Regions from separate parts of the Mus musculus genome. Here regions 2, 3, 4, 5 and 6 are each linked to region 1. A link is a contact called in public HiChIP or PLAC-seq and promoter capture Hi-C data. All regions are on one chromosome and are shown on one strand. Each heading gives the region's core, a stretch centred on a gene start, on an enhancer-like site or on the middle of the called end of the contact. The rest is flanking DNA. Distances are from core to core; before and after follow the strand shown.

Region 1 (3,574 bases), core at 901-3,400:
GATGTCTCTGGGGTCCTGGTCACGGTCACATCTATTTTGAGTTTGTGACTATGTGATATTGAGTACACAGACTTGTACACTTTTCTTTGTGTACAAGAGAGAACTGTGTTTTTAAACTAAGCATTGCCAAAAACCAAAGCAACACAAACAAACAAGTCTGTTTTGTAAACCATACTTTCTTCTAAACGACTTCTTAACAACTTTTCAGATTGCACAACTGCTACTGTGCCTGACTACCTGAGTTCAGTCCCTTCGGACAAACTTCTGAAAGCTGTCCTCTGACCTCTACACAAGTGACATTCATGTACGCATACATTAAGTAAACACATGTAATAAAAACAAATTTAAAACCTTTGCAAATTAAACTCAGTAAATCAAATTAGAAATAAAAGGAAATGAGCTACTTGTGAAATGACCCAAAGTGACCATTAAAATCTACATTTTCGTTTTCACACCAGAGCTTGGTTAAGTTGGTAAATAACAGATTTAAGAAAAGGAAAAGCCATACCTGTACATCTAGCCGCCACTCAAGACTATGGTAACTGGGAAGACGAGGTGCTAACTCGTTCAGAATAGTTCTGATCTCCTTTCTGTTGTCCAGGTAGAGCTGAAGCAATAATTTGTTTAGTTCTTCAGAGAATCCCAGAACAAAGACAGAGTCTTGGAAATCCAGTTCAGAAATCTAAAGGTAAATTGAGTTCAACAGAACACTGGAATTTATCTTTGTCTAGTAAATGCTAAACCATTTCTACACACACAAGTACATTATATCCTCTAATTCTATTTAGAACATTCCTTAAAGACCCACCATTCTGAAATCCAAGTTACTAATATACAAAATAACCTTATTAAAATAGGAAAGAAATTAAGATGCCTAATTTTATTTAATATTTTTCCATCAAGCCAGATAATGACTGCTGATACATTTTTAAAAATGCAATATTTCATTCTCCCATCTCCTGACATACATGGGTGATGGCACATGATGCAGAAATAGAGACAATTATAATTTAAACCGGCAAGAGGAATTCATATTAGATAACGCCAATAGCACTGTTTTGGTATACTGCACAAATTCGATTATGAGTTAGAAATATTGTAATAGGCGCCAGTTTGAAAGGATCTGGGTGATACAATACAGCTCTCAGAAGTCTTACCATAAGCTTTGAGCTCTCGGTGAGGAGATACGTTAATCCTTCCACACCATGCTGGATAGTGTCACTACTCACGTTCAGTTTTCCTAAGGTGGTGGTGGTGGTGGTGGTGGTGGTGGTGGTGGTGGGGTGGTGAAGAAATAAACAGATTATCAATTTGTTTAAAAATAAACACATTCAATTGCTCTGTTTTCAAACTATACAATAAAAATGAGTTAAGCGGAGACTACTGTTCCTTCTTAACCCACTCCACTAACAGGGGCCTTGGCTATTTCCCTCCAAGTCAGCCTAACAAAACACAAACCTGTGAACAGACACACAAAGCCCCTTCAACCCAGGCAGAAGGAGAAGTCAGTAGAGATGTTCTTAATCTCAACCACCACCACCACCACCCCCCCCCCCCCAGCTTAGAAAAAAAGCAGTTTCTGGGTAGCAAATGTTTACTAAACACTTCGATGACAGTTCCACTTCTTCAGCATGCGGTATTTTATTAAGCACCAGAATATTTCTAAAAGGCAGGTGGCACTGTATTCATTTTAAATATGAAGATATTTGTTCCACACTAGTTATAAAAGCGCGCAGCTCCTTGCAGTGTGCGCCTTGACTGACTGCTCTGCGGGGTTTTAAGAGGAACAAGGAACAAGACCCTAGGACCTGCAAAGACTCCTGCGGAGAAAGAGAATGGATCGCACTCTCCAGCTCCACAGACAGAGCCCGTCCTCCCCCTTTCTTACTGGCGGCGCCTTCGTAGATCTTCGGGTTTGAGCCCCGTCGGAGGAACTCCACGGCGATCCTCCCGAACTCGGCGACCACTGCAACGGAAGTCAGCAGCAGGCTGTGAGTGCCGGGCTGTCCCCCGGGTTGTCCCCGCCGCAAGCACCCCGCAAGCACTAACTTACCTGCAGTGTCCACTTGCGGCAGGAAGGCCAAGTGCTCCTTGTGCTCCTCGGACAAATCCAGCAGCATTTTAGCGGCTCTTCAGACTTTGCCACCCGGCGCCGGCCCCGCCCTCACCACTTCCGACCTCTGTGCAGGCAAAAAGAAGTTCCGGCGGGCGTCGCGGTACAGCCCATGCTTTGGGTTCCGGTTGCTGGCAGTCCTAGGAGCACGGTATCGTCCGGTTCACTCTATAGGAGTGAAGGTAGGCAGTGAACGCTGGTTAAAAGAGTTGAAGGTACAAGTCTTCCACTCATTCATGAGCCATCCTGCAAAAGTGTAATATGTAGTGCTGGAGAGATGGTGGTTAAGTGGTTAAGATCTCTTGTTGCTCTTGCAGAAGAACCAGATTCGGTTCCAGTACTCACGTTCTCAACCATCACTAACTCTAGTTTTGGGTATATAACACTCATGTATATGTATATGTATGTGTATGTGTATATGTGTATATGTATATACATATACTCATGTATATGTATGTGTATGTGTATATGTATATATATGTGTATATATATGTATATATGTATACGTATATTACATGTATATATACATAAATATATATGTAGTGACTATTTTGTACACTCCACAAATACCTTGAAGAAACTACACTATGACTACACTATGAGCAGAGGTCTTTGCATTAATTTCTGAAGATACAGCCCCAACTAGGGTAGTTTTGAACAGTTTGTGTAGGACTTTGTGTTATCACAAGCCTTCATGATCCCTAAATAAGCCTGTGAACGTGTCCACTTAGGCAAGAAAGGGAGCACTTTCTTAGTACAAAAGGGAAGATGCTAACCAAACATACCTTTGTTTACATGTGAGGTTTGCTTCAAATGGTGCAAACACCATTTCTTCAGATTTAGAAGCTGGCTGCTCAGTTCATGAGCAGGTAGGGATAGACACACCCTACACTGTATCCCTTGCTGCTACAACTTTGGACTCAATAAAAGGCTTCTCTCTAGGGGTCTTTTCTTGCCCACTTCTGGAAGCAGATACAGTGCTATAGCAGCAATGATAAAAGCAGCCATGTGGCAGCAGCTGCGACAGCTGAGCATTCTGAACATCAAGCCATAGAAGTGACAGCACAGCCTGACTCTTGCCAGCAGAAGAGGGAGAGCTGAGAGGCGGGGAACGTAAAATAACCAGTTTCTTAGGAACTGAAGAGGGATAGAAGATGGTAAAGATTCAAACAGACTGGGTGGGTAAGATAGCTGAGTGGGTAAGATAGCTCAGTGGATAAAAGCTGCTTGCTGTGAAGCCTGAAGACAAGAGTTCAACCCCTGGAACCCTCACGGTAGAAGAGAAAACCAACACATATGAGTTGTTCTCTGACTCACCAACGTACACTGAGGCACATGTGTTCACATATTAACTCACTCCTCCCCTCTCTCCCTTTTCTCACTCTCTGTCTCTTCCTAATGTCATAAAAATTATTTTAGAAATAATCAAAGAGTTCTTGAGTTCTAGGGAGCCAATGTTTT
Region 2 (3,620 bases), core at 1,105-3,604, 760 kb after region 1:
TATATCTAGAATTCTTTTCATTTCTCCCCAACAGTCTAAAGTATAAAATTCTCTTCATTTTTCTTTTCCTTTTTTTTTTTTTTTTTTTTTTTTTTTTTTTTTTTTTTACCTAGGGTTTGCTTGCTTATTAAGAAACAGGGTATCAATGAGGTGGAGAGGTGACTGGCCTGAACTTCCCGGGCTCAAGTGATCCATCTGTCTCAACTTCACGAGTTCTACATTTTTTTTAAAGGGAAAATATACAAAAGTAGGATCTTTAAATGTTTGGAAAATGCTATTTTCAAGAAAACAGTTAAACACATACACACATTTCACGAAACATCTAAATATTCAAACTTTATAATCCTAAAATGTCTTGTTAACATTTTCTACTCCCTTTGTAGCAGAAATGTTGTTCCCATTTCTTCAAATTAGTTTTATGTTTACTTTCATGTCATGGTAGATTCCACCTGTTGTTAGAATGAACACTTACAGCCGGGCGTGGTGGCGCACGCCTTTAATCCCAGCACTTGGGAGGCAGAGGCAGGTGGATCTCTGAGTTCGAGGCCTGCCTGGTCTACAAAGTGAGTTCCAGGACAGCCAGGGCTATACAGAGAAACCCTGTCCCGAAAAAACAAAAAAAAAAAAAAAAAAACCAAAAAGAATGAACACTTACAGATTACTCTTCCCCCTTTAACGTGTGGCTGAAGAATACCACCCTAATAATCAGAAAAGGAAATTTAATAAGATAATGTAATGTCACGATCAAGCATGTGGTTTTTATTTTTCTGAAACTCCTATGGTCAACAATACCCACTGATAATTAATTTTAACATCAGCATTAAAATAATCTCTTATAAATTCACATTGGATTAACAAGCCAATTATTTCTACGTACTGTCTTGAGAAATTACTGAAATTATAGATTTAGAAATGAAGCATTCCCTCAGCTATCTCGGCCACAATAACACCAGCATGTAACACTTATTTTCTTTTTTCTTCTGCCCCCCTCAAGAAGCAGGGATGTTACTGTGAGGTATTGGTTTATATACTGACCTCTGTCACTTGGGTTTGAAGGACAGTTTCTATTGAGTTTAAAATATCTATCTCCATACATTACAGCTAAATACCTAGAAAGTGTTGTGTAAATTTTAATTTTCAATCCGTTTTTGGATCAAAGAGTTCTTTAAAGATTAGAGAACTGAGTAAACTACTTTAAACGAGTCAGCCTGATATGATCTCTAAAAGCTGCAACAAATCTGACATCTTAATTTCCAGCAAAACTTCTCAGATTTTAGCTAACTTAGAGTTGTTTTCATGTGTCAAGAGTTCAAGAGTGGTCGGTGTTTAAAATAACATCCTCACTCTCCCAATGTGGAGACACTTGCCAGCACTTGGGAGGCAGAGGCAGGAAGCTCACTACAAGTTCAAGGCCACTTTGGTTTAAGTAAGTAGCCTGGGCTACAAGAGGTCTCATAACAACAAGACTCGATTTTGATTGGGAAGTAGCTACAAGATGGAAAAATTCAGTGGCACTTTCAGAGCTGCTGTCTGACTTAGTAGTGGAAGAAAAAGGTATTCTCTTACTGTGCATGATCCAAAGCAAACCAAAGAACAACATGGCTCTAACAGGAGCCTTAGAACAATCAAAAGAGCTACACTTATTTAACACTGTAGGCTTTTCAACGTTGGAACCTATAAGCAGATTTCATGTTCAACGTCTCGAAAGTTTAAATGAACTCTTCCAGCCTTGAACCACAACAAGTGAAAATTTGGAATATGTTATTAACTCCTAATCTTTTTCGAAACCGACTTTACTTTGGGCAAGTAACCATCCCTGTCGCCGCCGCTTTTTATAGACAGAATTTCTGTCTGAAAGATCATCTTTCTAACTCAGTCTGGCTTGATGTTCTGTGTTAGTCACCCTCGTTTCTCTTAAATCTCACTTCTCCCACTATCCTAGTTAACATATATTTTCAGGACTTTTAACCCGGTTCGCTTTCTCCAGCTATGCACCTCTTCGGCAGCTGGATCGCCCTACTTTTTTCCCCTATCGCCCAGGTTCCTCTAAGACTATGCTAAACATTAGACCGAGCACATGACCTCCAGTCATCCAGGATCGCCACACGCCGGCCCTAAACCATGCGATGCCCCAGGCTTACAAATTAAAACCGTCTTCTGGCTTTTCCTCTCCTAGTGAACCTGCAGTGTGGAAATTTAAATTTAAAAATTTTTTAAATAAAAGAACCCGCTCCCTTTTCTCTACCCCCTTGGCCCCGCCCACGAACCCCCCTCAAGCCTCCACGCGAAGCCGCAGGAAACCGGAGGGGGCGGGGCGGTGACGTCACGACGCCGGCGCGTCACGGAACGGCGGCGGCTGCGGCGCTGGCGGTGGCTGCGGCAGCGGCGGCATTTTAGTCTGCGGCGGCAGCGGCTGCGGGGCTGCTGCTCCTCCCAGCATCCCTGGCGCGGCCATTTCAGCCCCATCTTGGCCGAGTGGAGGGAGCTGCAGCCGCTGCTTCAGCAGTTTGAATTTCTGTTTTGTTTTGTTTTGTTTTTTCCCTCCGGAGTCTCCGAGCCGGCCGCGCCGCGGAGAAGCGGAAGGCGCCGCCACCGGTTCCCCTCACGCCGCCGAGCACCTCCGCTCGCTTGCCGTTCCTTCAGCCGCCGCCGCCGCCCCTCACGCGCCTCAGAGCCGCGAGGAGGCCGGGCCCGCCGCCGCCGCGGGTGGCTCCCTGAGGGAGGCCAGACTGCCGGCCTTCCCCGCCCCCGAGCGGGCTTCCGCCGCCACCGCCGGCATGGCCCCCGGACTGCGCTCGGGCTAGAGCCCGGGACGGAGGGCTGCCTCCCGCCGCGGACCTCCAGCCCCGTCCGTCAGGAAGCGCCGGTCCCGGCCTCGCCGCTCCGCCTTCTTCCTCCGCGTCGCCGCGCGGGAGCAGCCGCGGGACCCGGCCAGGAGAGCCCGAGCGGGGCAGAACCGCCCCTCACGCCGCCGCCGCCGCCTCCTGCGCCCTGCGCTCCACCCCCAGCCGGGCCTGCTGACCGCGCCGAGCGCCGGGCTGGACTGACCGCGGAGGCTGAGCTGTTGGAGCAGCCGGCCCGCCCCTGGACCACGCTCGGGCCGTCGCTGAGGAGTTGAATTGAGGCACCCCTGCCGCGGGAGGTGAGGAGGGAGGAGGAGGATGTCGCGCCGAGACGCCGGCGCCCAGAGCAGCCCGTGACTTGGCGGCGTGGGCCGTAGACCCAGGCGCGAACTCGGACTTTGTCTTTGGGGGCCCGTGCTCGGCCCTTCTCGGTTTCCGGTGGGGTCCCAGAGGAGCCTCTGCCCTCCAGCCTCTTCCACCATGTCCAAGATGCCGGCCAAGAAGAAGAGCTGCTTCCAGATCACCAGTGTCACCACGGCTCAGGTGGCCACCAGCATCACCGAGGACACCGAGAGCCTGGACGACCCGGACGAGTCGCGCACGGAGGACGTGTCCTCCGAGATCTTCGACGTTTCCCGGGCCACGGATTACGGCCCGGAGGAGGTGTGCGAGCGTAGCTCCTCGGAAGAGACGCTCAACAATGTCGGGGATGCGGAAACTCCCGGGACCGTGTCCCCGAACCTCATCCTGGATGGGCAGCTGGCAGCCGCTTCAGCT
Region 3 (3,307 bases), core at 490-2,989, 820 kb after region 1:
CTTAAAATACTCTAGTAATCTGTGCTATTTTTCCTGTGGCTATTCCTGGAGCTTGTGTTTCCCTGGTTGCATTTTTGTAGAGTTCTCTATTTCTAAATCAGATCTTGAAGCTTCAACTTTATATATCGTCAGAATTGATTCAAAGACCACATTTGCTGAATGCTTCTGTCTGATTGCCTCTACTCTTGTGATATTACCATCACTGATCATTATTCCATGTGCCTATGCATTCTGTTACACTTTCTCTCACTCTCCAAGGACACTCCTCTAAAGAGAAACTGCCTTGCTCTTACCTAGTCATCTAAGAAAGGTGGGGGCTTTATTTCTTCCTTTTACTTCCAGTTTCAAACTGGAAGTATTTCAAAATACATTGAGTTCTAAAAATGAACAAAAATAAATATGTAAGGAACTAATATCTTGTTCTATGGGAAAATGAAGTGAGTTCATTTGGGATACCAAACCTCTGGTGCTTTGTAGGGAGAGCCAGGAAGGAAGGAAAGAAAAGACAAAAGTTGGTGATTGAAAACAACTGGTCTCTACTGCTCAGTCACAGAGTGACTTCTGTGTCAAGAACATTTTGAAACAGGAGGATTGCCATGAGTTGAAGGCTAACCCAGATTACAGAATCAGACTCTCAAAAAGAAAAAAAATATATATATTGAGGGCTAGGGATATATGGTGGTTTGAATGAGATGTCCACCGTAACCTCTGGCATTTGGAGTATTTGGTCCCCAGTGGGTGACACTATTTTGGGAGGTTTAGGAAATATGGCCTTGCTGGAGGAAGTAAATCACTAAGGGCAGACTTTGAGTTTCAAAAGTCTTGGATCATTCCCAGTTGGGGCTATCTTAGCTTGTTACTTGTGGCTCTGAGATGTGAGCTTTCCACTATTCCTGCCATGATGCCTACCTGGTGCCAGATTTACCTGCTGTCATGGTGATGGGCTCTCATCCCTCTGGAACCCTAATCCCAAAATCAACCCAGTTTTCCATCAATAAGTTGCCTTGGACTGATGTTTTATGACCGTAATAGAGAAGTGACTAAGACAGGATGGGAAGCCCATATCCAGGCACAACTGACGCTACTTTGAGAGTAACAGTAGCATCTAGAAACAGCAGTAGAAGCTGTTCAAGAACCCAGGGAGTCATTACACAGACAAGGAGTCCACTCGTACATGCTCAACCTCTACCATGTGGTTACTGAACATACTTCCATATAAGCCCATGAGCCAGAATGCTTACTAAGAGATATGGCAGTGGGTGAGTGGACTTCAGCATGTACAAACTATGTCTAATAGTTTGCTCAGCAAGACTGGTACCCATGGAGTCTGCTGTATTAGTTCAACATGCCTCCACAAAGACCAATTTATCATCCTTTTGGACTTTCTCCAGACACAGGAAAGTGACTCAGGACAAGGACTTAGTGTTGAAGCATTAGCTTAATAATCTTGTGCAAGATTGTGCAAGAGCCTAGGTCTGTGTGGTCCTCCTCTCATCCACCAATCTTAGTCGTCACAGGTTTCCTTTTTCTCAACTCTCCCATCCTGCCCCTAATAGCCAGCTGTTGCAAAGACAATCACTGAGAAAAGCTGTAAAGAAGTCCCTTTATAGAATGAAAATGGGCCCCTTAAAGACTGCCCTGTCCTATTCTCTAGAGAGAGGGAATAAGTGGGGTTCTGAGCCTGTGAGTCTTGGCTTTTTCACTACCGACTTAACTTCCGGAATCTACCGAGTTCAGCGTTCAGTAATGGCTCTGAAGCTAGCTGACTCATCCAGAAACACAGCTTCCTGGAAGCATTCTCTTCTCAGATAATCACACCCTCAAACGAGCTTCTACCCCTTGGGTCCTGACCGCCAGCCTGGGGTTGGAGAGGCACAGGAACAGGAGACGACATCATGTCTGCGACAGAAATTTAAAATGAACAGCTTAGACTCTGGGCAGGAGAGCATCAATACTTAAAGACAGAAGCTGAGCAGTATGATGTTAAATGAAAAGTCCCCTTTGCCCTTTGATAGCCCTCTGTACCCACTGGCCTCAGTGCTGCAGTCTCTGAGAGGGACCCTGCTTTCATATTTACAGTTGTATGTTCTGGCACTAATTACTCAGATTACTGAAGGAGTAAATGAAGATCCACATGAATCTTATACTTTTTTTTTATTAATCATTAAGTATTGGGGTAATAACTTACTCATAGGCTTCTTGTAGGACATGACTCCTTGTGCTGGCTTCTGCTTTTTTTGTTTTACCACTTTCTGGGCACCTGGTTAAAGCCATGGTCTTTTTCTTTATCAATTTTTGACCAGAGCCTCTGGAGAAAGACTGGGAAATTTACAACCCTTTTGACAAAAAATTTCCTCCTTACCCTTTTAGAACAGCACAACTACCCAATGGCTAGCGACAGCAAGAATTTGCTTATTTGACAAGTATGGAGACATGTTTAGGAGTTTGTAATCTGCCCAAGATCTCAGAATTGACCAGAGGTACAGCTATAGTGTAAGAGACCTGGTATTCCATGTTTCTCCCACTGTGCTTCCATGGGCTCAGGATCAAAGGGACGAAAGCATATTTTCTGGAACAAACATGTTGAAGATGTGTACCTGGCTTGTTCAGGTCATGACATCTATAAACCTTGGGCTCTGTGTTTAACAGCTGGCCATTCAGGATGAACAGAATACCGATAACACATAACAACACACCCTCCCCTCAAGCAGCTTTCATGCAGCTCTCTGAGATCAGTGTGATTGCTCCTCTGTCAGGAATGTGGATTGTCAAGCCAAGTGTGGTAGCTCACACCTATAATCTCAGCATTTGGGATGCTGAGAAGGGATTACAGGTTGAGGCCAGGCTGGTCTATCTAGTAAATCTATGCCAGCCTGGACTACAAAATGAGACCCAAAAAAGGAAAAGACTATTAAAATATTTTTTAACAAGTAGTGCATACTCCCCCCCCCCCTTTTTTTTAAATGACAGTTTCACTTCGTGTAAAGGTTGTAAGGGACTCATCAGTACACCAAACAACACAGGACAGGCTCAGCCCTACCAGTCAGCGATTTGGGTTAGAATAAATGTTGTCATCTACACAGTGCTTGTGAATTGCCCTATTGCAAGGCTGGTAGCTGCTTCATCTAAGTTACAAAGAACAGTTTACTCCTTTTTTATACACAGCATCAGACTTGACCTTTAAGAAAAATATAAAGGGACAATTTTACTTAATATTTCTTCCTCCAAGGGATTGTGTACAGTTCTATACTAGATCTAAGAAAGAAAATTGGGTCATGCTGCTAAGCTAAAAGAAAAGTAGACAAAA
Region 4 (3,614 bases), core at 334-2,833, 510 kb after region 1:
TGCTTTCTCTCACAGCTCTACATCTCCTGACAATTGCAATCTCACTTTCCCTGACTCCATACTTCACCTTCCTGTCTGTCCCCAGCACAGCCGGACCTTACCCTCCACCCTTGTCCGCTTACCTCAGTGTCTCTATGGTCAGAACAGCCAACCACAACAAGGCTTCCACTGGCAGGAAACAGTCTTCACACTCTTGGGATTTCCTATTATGTGATGTGCAACCTTTTCCAGAAACAATCGAACCTAAAAATAGAAACCGCCTGGATCCACCTTCATCTCAATACAATGACTCCGTGGCCGCTGTAACTGGCCTTGAAGCAGTGCCAGGCACTTTGAAATCCCGAGGCTCATCGGTGTGAATGAAGGAAGCGCTTCCAGGGACTCCCAAGCGAGGGGAGGCTGCTGTTTACTTATTCCCTAGTCTTTGTTATTTTGTTGGCCTTTGCCAGGAAAGCCTGGGTAGGAGGAAGGAAAGCAAGAAGGGGATCAGAGGGGTGCAGGAGATTAGCAAGCAGAATTGGTGACCCTGGGGGAAGAGACTAATTCCCAGAGGAATTAGGTGAGTTTTTGAAGGATGGGGTTGAACTGGAGAAGAGAGGGAAAGAGAAGCAGGTTGAAACTGGATTTTCAGCGGCCCACGTAGTTGGAGTGACTGGGCCTTCACAGCTGGATCATGGCTTCTGGAAATGGAGCAGGGAGGAGAATCAGTCCGTCTTCAAGTCACTACCAGGGTCAGCAGTTACTGTTTCTCTCTCACCATCCCCTGAGAAGTTCCCATTCTCTTCTGTGTGGAGGAGGAGACAGAGGAAGGGACAAAAACCTGGAGAGGGCAGAAGCACCTGCCCACCCATGTGAGACAAGACAAAAAGCAGAAGTTAATCAGCGTGCACCGGCCCCTCCATAAAGATCCCACCCCACTGGAGTGTGTGACCAACCTGGGAGAGAAACTGGGAGTTCTCAACAATGATGCTAAGAGCCATGACCTTGAAATTCAAAAGCAAATAGAGAAGAGATGAAGACCCAGGAGACCCGAGCTTGAAGTTATCCCAGGAGAAACAAGCTGAATATAAGGTCTTCCCAGACTCAGCTCAGAGTCAAACAGCCTGTCTTCTAACCCCATTTCCTCCCATCACCAGCTGGGAGACTTGGAAGTCGTCTTTCCTTTCCCTGAGCGGATACCCATTTCATTAGGTTCATTAGGTGAGGGTGACATGAGGTGGGAGCAAACAGCTCTATCTCCATACACCCCGTTAAGGGGCTTTGTGGGCAGAACCAAGACTCACCCAGAAAGATGTGGTCGGTAGAAAATAGCTTTTACACGAATCTAGGCCTGGATGGAGAAAGAAGACATGTTAAAAAACAAACAAACAGACAAACAAAAAAACAAAACAAAAAACCCAAACAAACAAAAACAACTGGCAACAGGGAAGGAGCCTGGTGCTTGTATACACGGTGCCTGGGGTACTCAAGAGGACGTGGGAAAGTTCTCCCCGTACAAGCATCCAGCAAATACAGGGAGATCAATAAAACCAAATTACCACCGTTTTGCAGCCTCCAAAGAAACAATGAAAGTTAACAGTGACCGTTATATCAGTTACTAATTTACTGCCTTTAAACCCTAAGTCCACCGTTTCAGTGCTCTGGGGTCATTCATTGAAGGAATTCGAAACACTTCTCCTTCCCAACGCGCATGATTTGACGCTTCATCAGTAGAGGGCGCTAAAGAGACACTACAGGAACAAGGGGCTTTTCACTTGGTTTTACTCCTGGTGTCTGACCTCCAGCAGTGCACATGTAGGCTCATCAGCCAGGCCATGTGCCATCAAGATCGCTACAGTGTACAGTCCTTCTCCCGGATCCTCTGCCTGGACTCAGAGACCCCTTGCCTTCACCCTTGTAACGTACCAGTTTTACACAGACCTCCTGACCACTTTCCATCTACAGCTGGCTGACAAGGCAGCAGGACTTTGTTTCTTAAAGCCCTCCAAGTGTGAATGCTTCACACGAGTCCTTACACTTCCTATTTGTGTATGGTAGGTAAACAGCCATAGCCTCAGCTCGCCTGTACCTTTTGCATCCTTCCCTTCTTGCATGGCAAGTATGAACATGCACCTACCAGATAGCCTAGTGTCCCCAGCTACTGGCTATTGTGCCTCACTCAAGCTTTTGCCTTCAACAATGTCAAAAGTCCGGCCTTAGGGAGAGCCCCTATTTCAGGGTTGTTTTTCTTTGCTATTCTCCCTCAGATATAGGGTGCCCTTCAGAAGCAACTTTACACCTCCACAGCTATTATTTTAATAATTCTGTATATTAAACTTCCGTTATTTTAAATTACTATATAATTTTCTGTTTCCCAAAGTAGGCCCAATGACATGGGTGGGGGGTGCGTGGTAACGTCATGGAGAGACAGGAAAATCATGTGGCCTTGCTGGAGGTCTAAAACATAGCAGTTCAAGTGTTCTGGACAAAATATCAAGCCTGATTCTTGTCCAGCCTTGGATCTGACCAAACGTTTGAGAGGAAAGGAACGCGTTAAATGACACCATCAGATACAGCCACCAGATCAAGGCTCAAGAAAACCTCATGAGAAGAACAATCAGAATTCTCCAGTGTGACAGAGGAGAGAATCTGCCTGCCATCTGTCTGTCTGTCCATCCATCTATTCATCTATCTACCCATCATTCGTCTGTCTATGGCTTTTTATCCAATTAGAATTAAAGACTCCATTGCACACTGATTCTGGTAAAAAAAAAATGGAGGCAAATGAATTTAACTGTCTGGATATTTGATAATATTAATTATCTTTTTTAAAAAAAATAAGAGTTAATGAAGGAAATATTTGTTGATATTATAAAAATTCTTTTTATGTTTATGTGTGAATGGTACATGGGAATTTTCTTCAAAATAATAGTTGTATGAGATACAAGTGGATGGGAGTCTGTACTGTCCAGGACTCAATAATACTGAAGCTAAGTGATGAATACATGTGTTATTAAGACCATTTTTTTTTCCACTTGAGGTAGAGTCTTACTGTATAATCCAAGCTGGCTCCCTGTGTGGCCCAATCTACGTCAGTCTTCTGAGCACTAGAATTTTATAGGTACCACCATTTTTAGCGTCATTTTTTAAAAAAAGTCTGCAAACTGTTAGAGAAAAGGCAACATAACTGAAACATGAACATAGGGTAAAGAGAAGCAACGAGAAAAGTCTACATGCCCCAACACGCGTAAAATCACCCATTCAACAGCAGAATATCCGTGGGAGCATGGTTGTTACCACTGGTGCTACCACACCGGACAATCCAGCGGTATACATTTTCAAAATCTCTGTAAATCCAATTGTTCTCGTTCCAGTTATCTACCATGGAGAAATTGTCACATACGTCAGCTAAAACACGTGTTTATTCCAGCAATTTGTAGAGTAACCAAACCCTGGAAGCAAAGCAAACATAGCCAGTGGAGAAGGGCCGAACAAGACCTGGGGAGCCCACACTGGGTCCTCAGAAAGAGTTAAAAGGGGAGATTACGTGGGCCACTGTGGCAGAGATCCAGACTACCGCTCACAGAGCAGGGTGTCGCATTTAATCTGTGTGTTGATCTTTTCATGAAAGTATA
Region 5 (3,828 bases), core at 62-2,561, 730 kb after region 1:
TATTGCTTGTGGAAAAACTTCAGGTAGAAAACTAATGAAATTGGTGTCTCTAAAAGCCAGGCTCTGGGTTTGAAAAACGGAATATATTAACTCTCCCAAAAGAACTGAATAGCCATCAAACTCACAATATGGCAAAACATTCCAGTAAAAGAATGTTCTGGGTTTGTAACTACTCTTTCACTTTATAGTCTTCCTTTCTAATTGTAGCCAGAGACAGTTGAGCAATTGTAGACAGCCTGTGGGATACAGGGATGGCCTCTGTCCTGAGCCACTGCAGTTGCACTGCATGCAGAAACAAGGTTCCTGTTTTCCTGCGTTGTTCTTCCTCATACTGTTCCAGCCAGGCCTTTTCTTTTTTTCATCCCCATAACTCGTCTCCTGTTTTCATCATTTAACTCTTGTCTCTGTGGCATGAAACCCCCAAGCATGTAAATTGCTGACTGCATCTTTTAAAGGACCAAGTAAAACTAAGATAATTAGCCATATAAACACAACGTGTGGTTCCCACCCCCCACCCCCGAAAGAGTTCCCAGCAACACTGGGCTTTGTGCAGAAACATTCTTCAGGAAGTGTCCCTTAATGGTATGTGATCTTTCCATTTTATTTTATTTCTTTTTTATTTTAGATTTATTTATTTATTATATGTAAGTACACTGTAGCTGTCTTAAGACACCCCAGAAGAGGGCGTCAGATTTCATTAGGGATGATTGTGAGCCTCCATGTGGTTGCTGGGATTTGAACCCAGGACCTTGGTTCAGAAGAGCAATCAGTGCTCTTAACCGCTGAGCCATCTCTCCAGCCCAATCTTTCCATTTTAGACAAGTTGCCATGGTCAGGTGTCACTGCTTCCTTGTTCATTATTCTCGACACAGTGGTGGTGCTACAGGCAGTCCACCAAGTCCTGGTTTTCTGCATCAGTTTCCCTTTTTGTCTCTCCTTAGACCACCCTTGCACACACACTCATTGCTAGCCTGTCCTTTGTTGTTCCTCGGGGCTCTTACAGGTCCTCTCGGCCACCTGGGAGATTCCAGTGTCCCCTCCCCATTCTTCCCACTTGCAGAGCTTGGTTTGAATGGAGTCACACTATTCACATTTTCAGATTCCGGTTGGCTCTGGGCCAGCCTTCTGCTCCTCTGCCCTGTGTTTATGTTTTCAGCTACCTGTACAAGTCATGATTTTTAATTAATGAGTTTCTCACTCTTTGAGGCAGTGAAGCCAAACCAAAGCAGTGAAGATGAATGGCAGGCAGGCTTCCTACTGACAAAGGCTCCAGGGTGTTTTTAGGTCAGAGCCCGCTGAGCAGAAAGGATCCTGGACAGGAAGTTGCATTCTGTCATTTACACATGAATATTCTGTCTTAAGTCACAGGCCATGCAAGTAAGTTGATACCAGAGCTACAGGAGGAATGCTTCCAGTTGTTAAAATCTTTGACCTTGGATTCATACTGGCCCCGTTCAAACTCTAAACTATGTGGTTTTACCAATAAATATATAGAAAATTTCAATGTTACAAAAACAATTTAATTAATAAGAACACAAATATTCGTAACCCACAGTATTAAAATGTGTACAACATCTACTGTACCAAGTTGTTGTGCTGGGTATGTATTTACTGTGAATTATTAACTATAAGCTGACTTTTAGTCAAATGTTCCTTATGAGATAATGCTATAGTTCTAATGTCAACCTTTTAAGATTTCATTTTAATCTTTGCTAATGGTAGTTTGACTTTGAACAACTTATTTACAAAACTCTGCTTTGGTTAATCTAAAGTTAATAACAATACCTAGGTTCCAGCCAGAGCAGCTCAGACTGTGGTTGCAGATCTGGAAGACAACCTAGGGCCTGAGGAACCTCTACCTCAACCACCAGTATCATAGCAGTGGCATGAGCTGGGGAGCAGCAAGTGCCCTGGCAGCCCTTGTGGTGTGCCCTGGCTCTGGCTGCCATATTCCACACCGTGGAGTGCCCACTGGGCACCCTCGCTGTACCCACAGAGCAGCGGAACTTCCTGCTTCTGAAAATGACAGCCAACATCAACAACAACCACACCTAGTATATAGGTACATCTATGTACCACATAAGCATTAAAGACAGATGATGTGTGTGTGGTCCGTAAAGATCACAATGAACCTCAAAATATCCATCACCCAATGATGTCATAGCTGTCATGATGCTCAGGCACAACCAAACAGTGTAATGTTGGTGTAAACAAACCTACTACCTTGTCAGTCCTAGAAAATTGTAGCCAACACAATTACAGCACACAGCTCTTGCTGGTGATAAACAACTGTGTTCCTGGCTTGTATGTTTATTTTTATCTTTATTTTAAAGTGCATGTCTCTTAATTATATAAGAAAGGTTTATTGTAATACAGTAGGCCATGACACATCAGTAGGAGCCCTATAAATCTCATGTTTAATGTCTCATGATTACATGTAGAGGCCACCTCCAGTGACTTACTTGAGTTTGTGTAATGACACGATATGGTATTCACATAACAATGACTCTTCTAGCACCATGTTACTCAGAACTAGCCCTGATACTACATGATGAATAACTGTAGTTGTGAGGGATGAACAGCTTATCTTTTGTATTAGTCAGGGTTCTCTTGAGTCACAGAACTTATGGAATGTCTCTCTATATTGAGGGACTTTATTGTGATAACTTACAGTCTATAGTCCAACTAACCCAACAATAGTCAGCTGTGAATGGGAAGTCCAAGAATCCAGTAGTTGCTCAGTCCCGTGAAGCTAGTTGTTTCAGCTGGTCTTCTGTAGAAGTAGGTTCCAACAGATGTGCTGGCAAGTAAGTGTAAGCAGATGAAGAAGAGAGAATCTTCCTTCTTCCAATGTCCTTATATAGGCCTCCAGCAGAAGGTGTGGCCCACATTAAAGATGTGTACCACCACTCCTGGATCTGGGATTTGCATTGTCCCAGGCGGACTTGAACTCAGAGATCCCCTTGCCTCTGTCTCCTGGGATTAAAGGTGTGTACTGCCTTGCCTGGGCTTAAGCTTTTCATGGCCACTATGCCTCAGATCTTCATGCCAAGATCCAGGTCAGAAACTTGTATGTCTCTCAGCCTCAAAATCTGGATCACAGGTGAGCCTTCCAATTCTCGACTGTGGTTCATTCCATATAGAATCAAGTTGACAACCAGGAGTAGCCATTACATCTTTGAAACACAGCATTTTTATAGTGTCTGCCAATTAGGAAACAACAAAACATTGAATGACTCCATGTGGTCCCAACTGCCCAGAACCATTGCACAAAAGATCAGAATCTTTTCCTTCCGTGTACTCACAGAAACAGACCCAGGAGTGTACGGTTGCTATTAGCCCACAGTGCCTACATTCATTCGGTCAAACTGTACCTTAAACATGTCAGCCAAGCACAGTGGCACACACCTGTAATCCTAACACTTGGAAGGGAGAGGGGCAGGGAGGATTTGTAGTCCCAGACCAGTGTTAGTGATACTGTGAGTCCCAAGCCAGGTGAGCTCCATGAGACACCATAGTACAAAACAAAACACAAGCAGACAAAAACTACTACAGGGGCTGGGGGTAGGAGCAGACAGCAATGCAAAAGAGCATATGGAGATGGAAGAAAGTATGTTTTCTACCAAAACAACAGCTATGAGCAGAGAAAAGAAAGAAAAGAGGTGTGTTCACGGGGCTTGGTGTAAGGGTGGGAAAAGGGGAAAGAATGATTTATTTATTGTATGTATATGAGTACAATGCCACTGTCTTCAGACACACCAGAAGAGGGCATCAGATCCTATTACAGGAGGTTGTGAGCCACCATGTGGTTGCTGGGGATTGAACTCA
Region 6 (3,410 bases), core at 159-2,658, 990 kb after region 1:
AACTTAGCTTCTGCTCCTTTCTGTTTGCTGAGGAAAAGATTTTTTTTCGGGCTGGAGAGATGGCTCAGCAGTTAAGAGCACTGTCTGCTCTTCTGGAGGTTCTGAGTTCAATTCCCAGCAACCACATGGTGGCTCACAACCATCTGTAATGAGATAAGATGTCCTCTTCTGGTGCGTCTGAAGACAGCAACAGTGGAATCACATACATTAAATAACTAACTAAATATTTAAAAAATACTGATAATTGAAAACATTTTCTTACCTATCTACAGTCACTTCAGACAAGTCCTTTTTAAATGTTTGAAATATTTTGGGATAGCCTGTCAGACGAAACATTAAACAGTTTAGCCACTCCATGCCTCCGGTTCTCCAAGGGAAATTTTGTCCCCAGGGAACATTTGGTGAGGGGCAGAAACAGGGTGGTTGTCACAGGTGTGTGTGTATGATTTGTGTATGCTGATAAAAAATATATCCTAGAATGCACAAAGACACCACCACCCTTTCCCCCAACAGTTAAGATACACCCACAGTAAAATGTGAACTCTGACTCCAAGAAGCTCGTTCTAAATGCTCTGCTTCCTTTTAAAGGAAGACAGTAACGCTGCGTGTTAAGGTGTTAGGTAGAACTGCTTCAGTAAGTAGTTGAGCACCCCACAGGCACTAGTGCCCCAGGAGTGGCCTGTTACTTTTACTAACCGATTTCCCTTAGATCCCACACTAGGGGCCATCATGGCAATCAGCCAAGACTTGCTAGTGTTAAGGGCAGCAGAGGGGGAGGGGGAAGCACCGGCCGCCCTTCAGGCCAGGATCCCGAGGGAGGGAGAAGCCCAACGCTACTTTTGTGGGACGAGCCGCTGCTGGAAGCAGGAGGAGAGCCCTCCCTGTGCGGCAGCGGCAGCGGCTCCTCTTCGCCCCACGAGGGGCTGGACACCTTGCTGGGCGGGGACATAGTGCTCAGGCTGGGGCTGACCACGCTAATTAAGCGGGGACGAAATTCCGGTGAGTCTTCGTCAAAGCCTTCACTGGGGCCTATGGCTTTCCAGATGTCTTCTTCGTTCAACGACTCAGGGAACAGGTTCTGGCTTTCCTGCGGCTGGCCCTCCCTATCATCCCACCCTTGCACCCCCTGAGCTCCCTGCCCCTCCTGCTCCTCCTGAGCTCCCTGCTCCTCCTTGGCCTCCTCCTCCTTTTCCTCTTCCTCCACCTCCTCCTCCTGTCCCTCCTGCTCCAACTCCTCCCCCTGCTCTCTCTGCATCTTCTGCGCTTTCTCTGCCTCTACCATCTCTTTTCCCTTCGAGGCTTTATCTGGCTTTTTTGACTTTGTGTTCCTCTTTCCAGGCTTCCGCACTCCCTGACGCGGGCGCATGTTTGTGGGCAGCCCCGGAGCGCTCGACCCCGGAGCAGCTGTTGAGCGTCTGTCTCCCAGGGCAACCTCGGAACCTTTCAGGGTTTAAAGCCTCAGGACCCTGCGCCAAGCTTCTTTCTGCCAAGCTTCTTTCTGCCTTTGCTCTCTAGGTCTCTGAGCCCCTCTTAGCCAGCAGAGAAGCAACCTCCCTTTCCCTGGAGCCGGACCTTCTGGCTTTTTAAGGAGGATACCCATAATGTCATTTGGCACTGAGGGAGTTGTGGAATTTGATTTTTATTAGAAATATGATTATTGGAAATTCCAGTAAAACTCTGCTTACTATATTAGACACCAGCCTTTCTTTGCCGTCTTATGATTACATTGCCTTACATTTGTTGTTTAGTAAGACTTTTTGGAGATATATTGCTGCTGAGATAATTTGGTTTACTCTAGCCCTAGTTTGGTCGATTCTTTGATCCATCCTTTTGTTTTGGAAATAGAAAATTCCAGCGATATCTGTCTACCACATGCCACTTTTTGTTTTGGGGGCCTTGTTTCAACTCATGGTACTTTAAATTATTATTTTCTTTTGTGAAATATTTGCACATACTAAAAATAGTATCCAGGAAAGTATGGTGAACATTAGATGCCCAGGGTCAGGCCTATGAGTCACTATGTGTGATTTCTTCTGTCACTTGACTTCTGTTAGCCTATTTGTGGGGGGTGGGGGGGCTGGGAACAACCATTCCTTTAAGATATTTGTGGATATTGATGAATATGGAATAGTGGCCTGTAATTTTAGACATATATCATCCAAAGACCACTGGGAACACCGCAGTAGGGACATGGAGGCACCTGGGTTTAGCTGCAGTGTGATGCCCTTGGAAGGTCCCGTCGAGGACAGACTTCCCCTAAAGTGTTTTGGGAGAGGACCTAAGGTTTAGGTCAAATGGAAGGCAGGACAACTCTGTGATGGGGACTATGTGGTGGCACAGTGGCCTTAACTTTTGTTTCATTTAGACAAACCCACATGATCCTGTTTTGTGGTTGGTTCACTGAGCAATTATTTTGATGGCTGTTAATCTGACACTATATTTATTGGGCACTACTGTGAGCCAGGTCTCTGTTGGGTGTAGAGTCAGGCCACTACCTAGAAGCCTGCTTAAGTAGCTGGCCAGAGTACCTAACTACTTGGCAGGGTTCATCAAGGTCACTGGCATTAGAATATAGACCAGGGAGTGAGTGGCAGAAATTGTCCAATACTCCTGTGGGTGGGGCAGAGAGAAACTGCTCAGAGTGTTTTTAAAAGAATGGAAGATCTTGAAGGGCAATGGAATGCTTGCCACAGGCTAATGAGGCAGTCCAGATGTTTGAGTGGCTTTGGAAAAAAAGGTCAGATGTGTGGACAGGGACATAATGAGTAGTGGATCAGGCCCAGGGTAGGAAGGCACTCCAGAGACCTGGGGAAGTGTGGGAGTGAGGACAGTGAATGGGACTTATGAAGTCCTATGCAGACAATCTTTGACTGCTGGGAATGGGTGCTAGCGATGAGCCCAGGGCCTGTGGTATGCTCCTTACAACTGAGCTTATATTCTAATAAGAGCATTCTGGTGTTGTAAGCACTTTCCTAGGTCCTGAAATTCAACTGGCCCTCTATGGAGGGAAGTGACATGTGTAAAGGTATAAAGCTGTGTTTCTGCTTCCAGGGATTGTGGAGGGCAGTCAAGCTGTGGGGAGAGATGGGGTGGGGTGGGCTGGTGGGAGGGAGGTGTCGTGGTGGGTATGCTTAGTCAAGACCACCTGCCTCCAGATGGCTTCTGTGATGGCTACATTTTTTAGTTCTGTACGCTACATTTAAAGAGTATTCCTTTTTAGATCTGCCCAGCTTCTTTTAAAATGTTTTAGGGACTCTCCTTCCACAGAGAACAGGGCCTTGTTTCTCTTAGATGTTACTCTCTTGTCCTTCTGACTAGGGGTCACCTAGTGCTCTCCCAATCTCCTTTCCCAGTGTTTCCTCAGGATCTGGGACTTGAGATTGGCTAAACTACATGACTGAGGTGATCTA

Evidence for each region. Promoter capture Hi-C pulls out the DNA fragments that hold promoters and counts their contacts. HiChIP or PLAC-seq counts read pairs in DNA pulled down with a chosen protein or histone mark.
Region 2: a promoter capture Hi-C map of liver shows a contact between it and region 1, with 3 times the contacts expected there. The contact joins the promoter of Tsc22d2 here to the promoter of Commd2 in region 1. A contact is called at or near these places in 16 of 39 promoter capture datasets (the 3T3-L1 cell line, 3T3-L1-derived adipocytes, the C10 cell line and 10 more), 3 of 484 Hi-C or Micro-C datasets (LSK cells, embryonic stem cells and regulatory T cells) and 14 of 115 datasets of contacts at active chromatin or transcription factors (the 230-238 cell line, astrocytes, bone marrow-derived macrophages and 10 more).
Region 3: an H3K4me3 HiChIP or PLAC-seq map of bone marrow-derived macrophages shows a contact between it and region 1, with 6 times the contacts expected there. The contact joins the enhancer-like site here to the promoter of Commd2 in region 1. A contact is called at or near these places in 1 of 39 promoter capture datasets (the 3T3-L1 cell line), 1 of 15 datasets of contacts at CTCF or cohesin (pro-B cells), 3 of 484 Hi-C or Micro-C datasets (the Ba/F3 cell line, cerebral cortex and cortical neurons), 5 of 115 datasets of contacts at active chromatin or transcription factors (astrocytes, bone marrow-derived macrophages, embryonic stem cells and 2 more) and 1 of 9 other capture datasets (adipose tissue).
Region 4: an H3K4me3 HiChIP or PLAC-seq map of neural tube shows a contact between it and region 1, with 4 times the contacts expected there. The contact joins the promoter of 1700007F19Rik here to the promoter of Commd2 in region 1. A contact is called at or near these places in 5 of 39 promoter capture datasets (the 3T3-L1 cell line, embryonic stem cells, liver and 1 more), 3 of 15 datasets of contacts at CTCF or cohesin (hippocampal excitatory neurons, large pre-B cells and pro-B cells), 4 of 484 Hi-C or Micro-C datasets (cerebral cortex, cortical neurons and nephron progenitors) and 12 of 115 datasets of contacts at active chromatin or transcription factors (embryonic basal ganglia, embryonic forebrain, embryonic hindbrain and 8 more).
Region 5: a promoter capture Hi-C map of neural stem cells shows a contact between it and region 1. The contact joins the enhancer-like site here to the promoter of Commd2 in region 1. A contact is called at or near these places in 2 of 39 promoter capture datasets (embryonic stem cells and neural stem cells) and 3 of 115 datasets of contacts at active chromatin or transcription factors (bone marrow-derived macrophages, embryonic stem cells and large pre-B cells).
Region 6: a contact with region 1 is called in a promoter capture Hi-C map of hippocampal neurons, with 2.4 times the contacts expected there. The contact joins the promoter of Erich6 here to the promoter of Commd2 in region 1. A contact is called at or near these places in 2 of 39 promoter capture datasets (hippocampal neurons and liver).

What each region holds. Positions count from the first base shown.
Region 1 is chr3:57,649,534-57,653,107 of GRCm38.p6, forward strand. Commd2 (COMM domain containing 2) reads right to left here and starts at 2,151. Exons shown (of 5, transcript NM_175095.4): 1 at 2,054-2,151; 2 at 1,889-1,966; 3 at 1,158-1,240; 4 at 509-682. The coding sequence starts at 2,120.
Region 2 is chr3:58,412,366-58,415,985 of GRCm38.p6, forward strand. Tsc22d2 (TSC22 domain family, member 2) reads left to right here and starts at 2,355. Exons shown (of 4, transcript NM_001081229.2): 1 at 2,355-3,620. The coding sequence starts at 3,324.
Region 3 is chr3:58,468,457-58,471,763 of GRCm38.p6, forward strand. No RefSeq gene overlaps it. Among named protein-coding and RNA genes, the nearest start is that of Tsc22d2, 55 kb to the left of the region's middle. Within about 2 kb of position 1,740, at least 112 of the 459 cell types and tissues checked have an H3K27ac peak or open chromatin away from gene starts, as enhancers often do. A contact at or near this core is called in the Ba/F3 cell line, adipose tissue and bone marrow-derived macrophages, where this site is marked.
Region 4 is chr3:58,162,224-58,165,837 of GRCm38.p6, forward strand. 1700007F19Rik (RIKEN cDNA 1700007F19 gene) reads right to left here and starts at 1,584. Exons shown (of 6, transcript NR_040538.1): 1 at 1,539-1,584; 2 at 1,284-1,330; 3 at 123-243. It overlaps Gm40056 (a long non-coding RNA gene), which reads left to right. Exons shown (of 6, transcript XR_003954487.1): 5 at 16-2,033.
Region 5 is chr3:58,376,645-58,380,472 of GRCm38.p6, forward strand. No RefSeq gene overlaps it. Among named protein-coding and RNA genes, the nearest start is that of Tsc22d2, 36 kb to the right of the region's middle. Within about 2 kb of position 1,312, at least 8 of the 459 cell types and tissues checked have an H3K27ac peak or open chromatin away from gene starts, as enhancers often do. A contact at or near this core is called in neural stem cells, where this site is marked.
Region 6 is chr3:58,635,799-58,639,208 of GRCm38.p6, forward strand. Erich6 (glutamate rich 6) reads right to left here and starts at 1,409. Exons shown (of 14, transcript NM_001081262.1): 1 at 838-1,409; 2 at 263-320. The coding sequence starts at 1,366. Gm46806 (a long non-coding RNA gene) reads left to right here and starts at 213. Exons shown (of 2, transcript XR_001783856.2): 1 at 213-999; 2 at 1,339-1,694.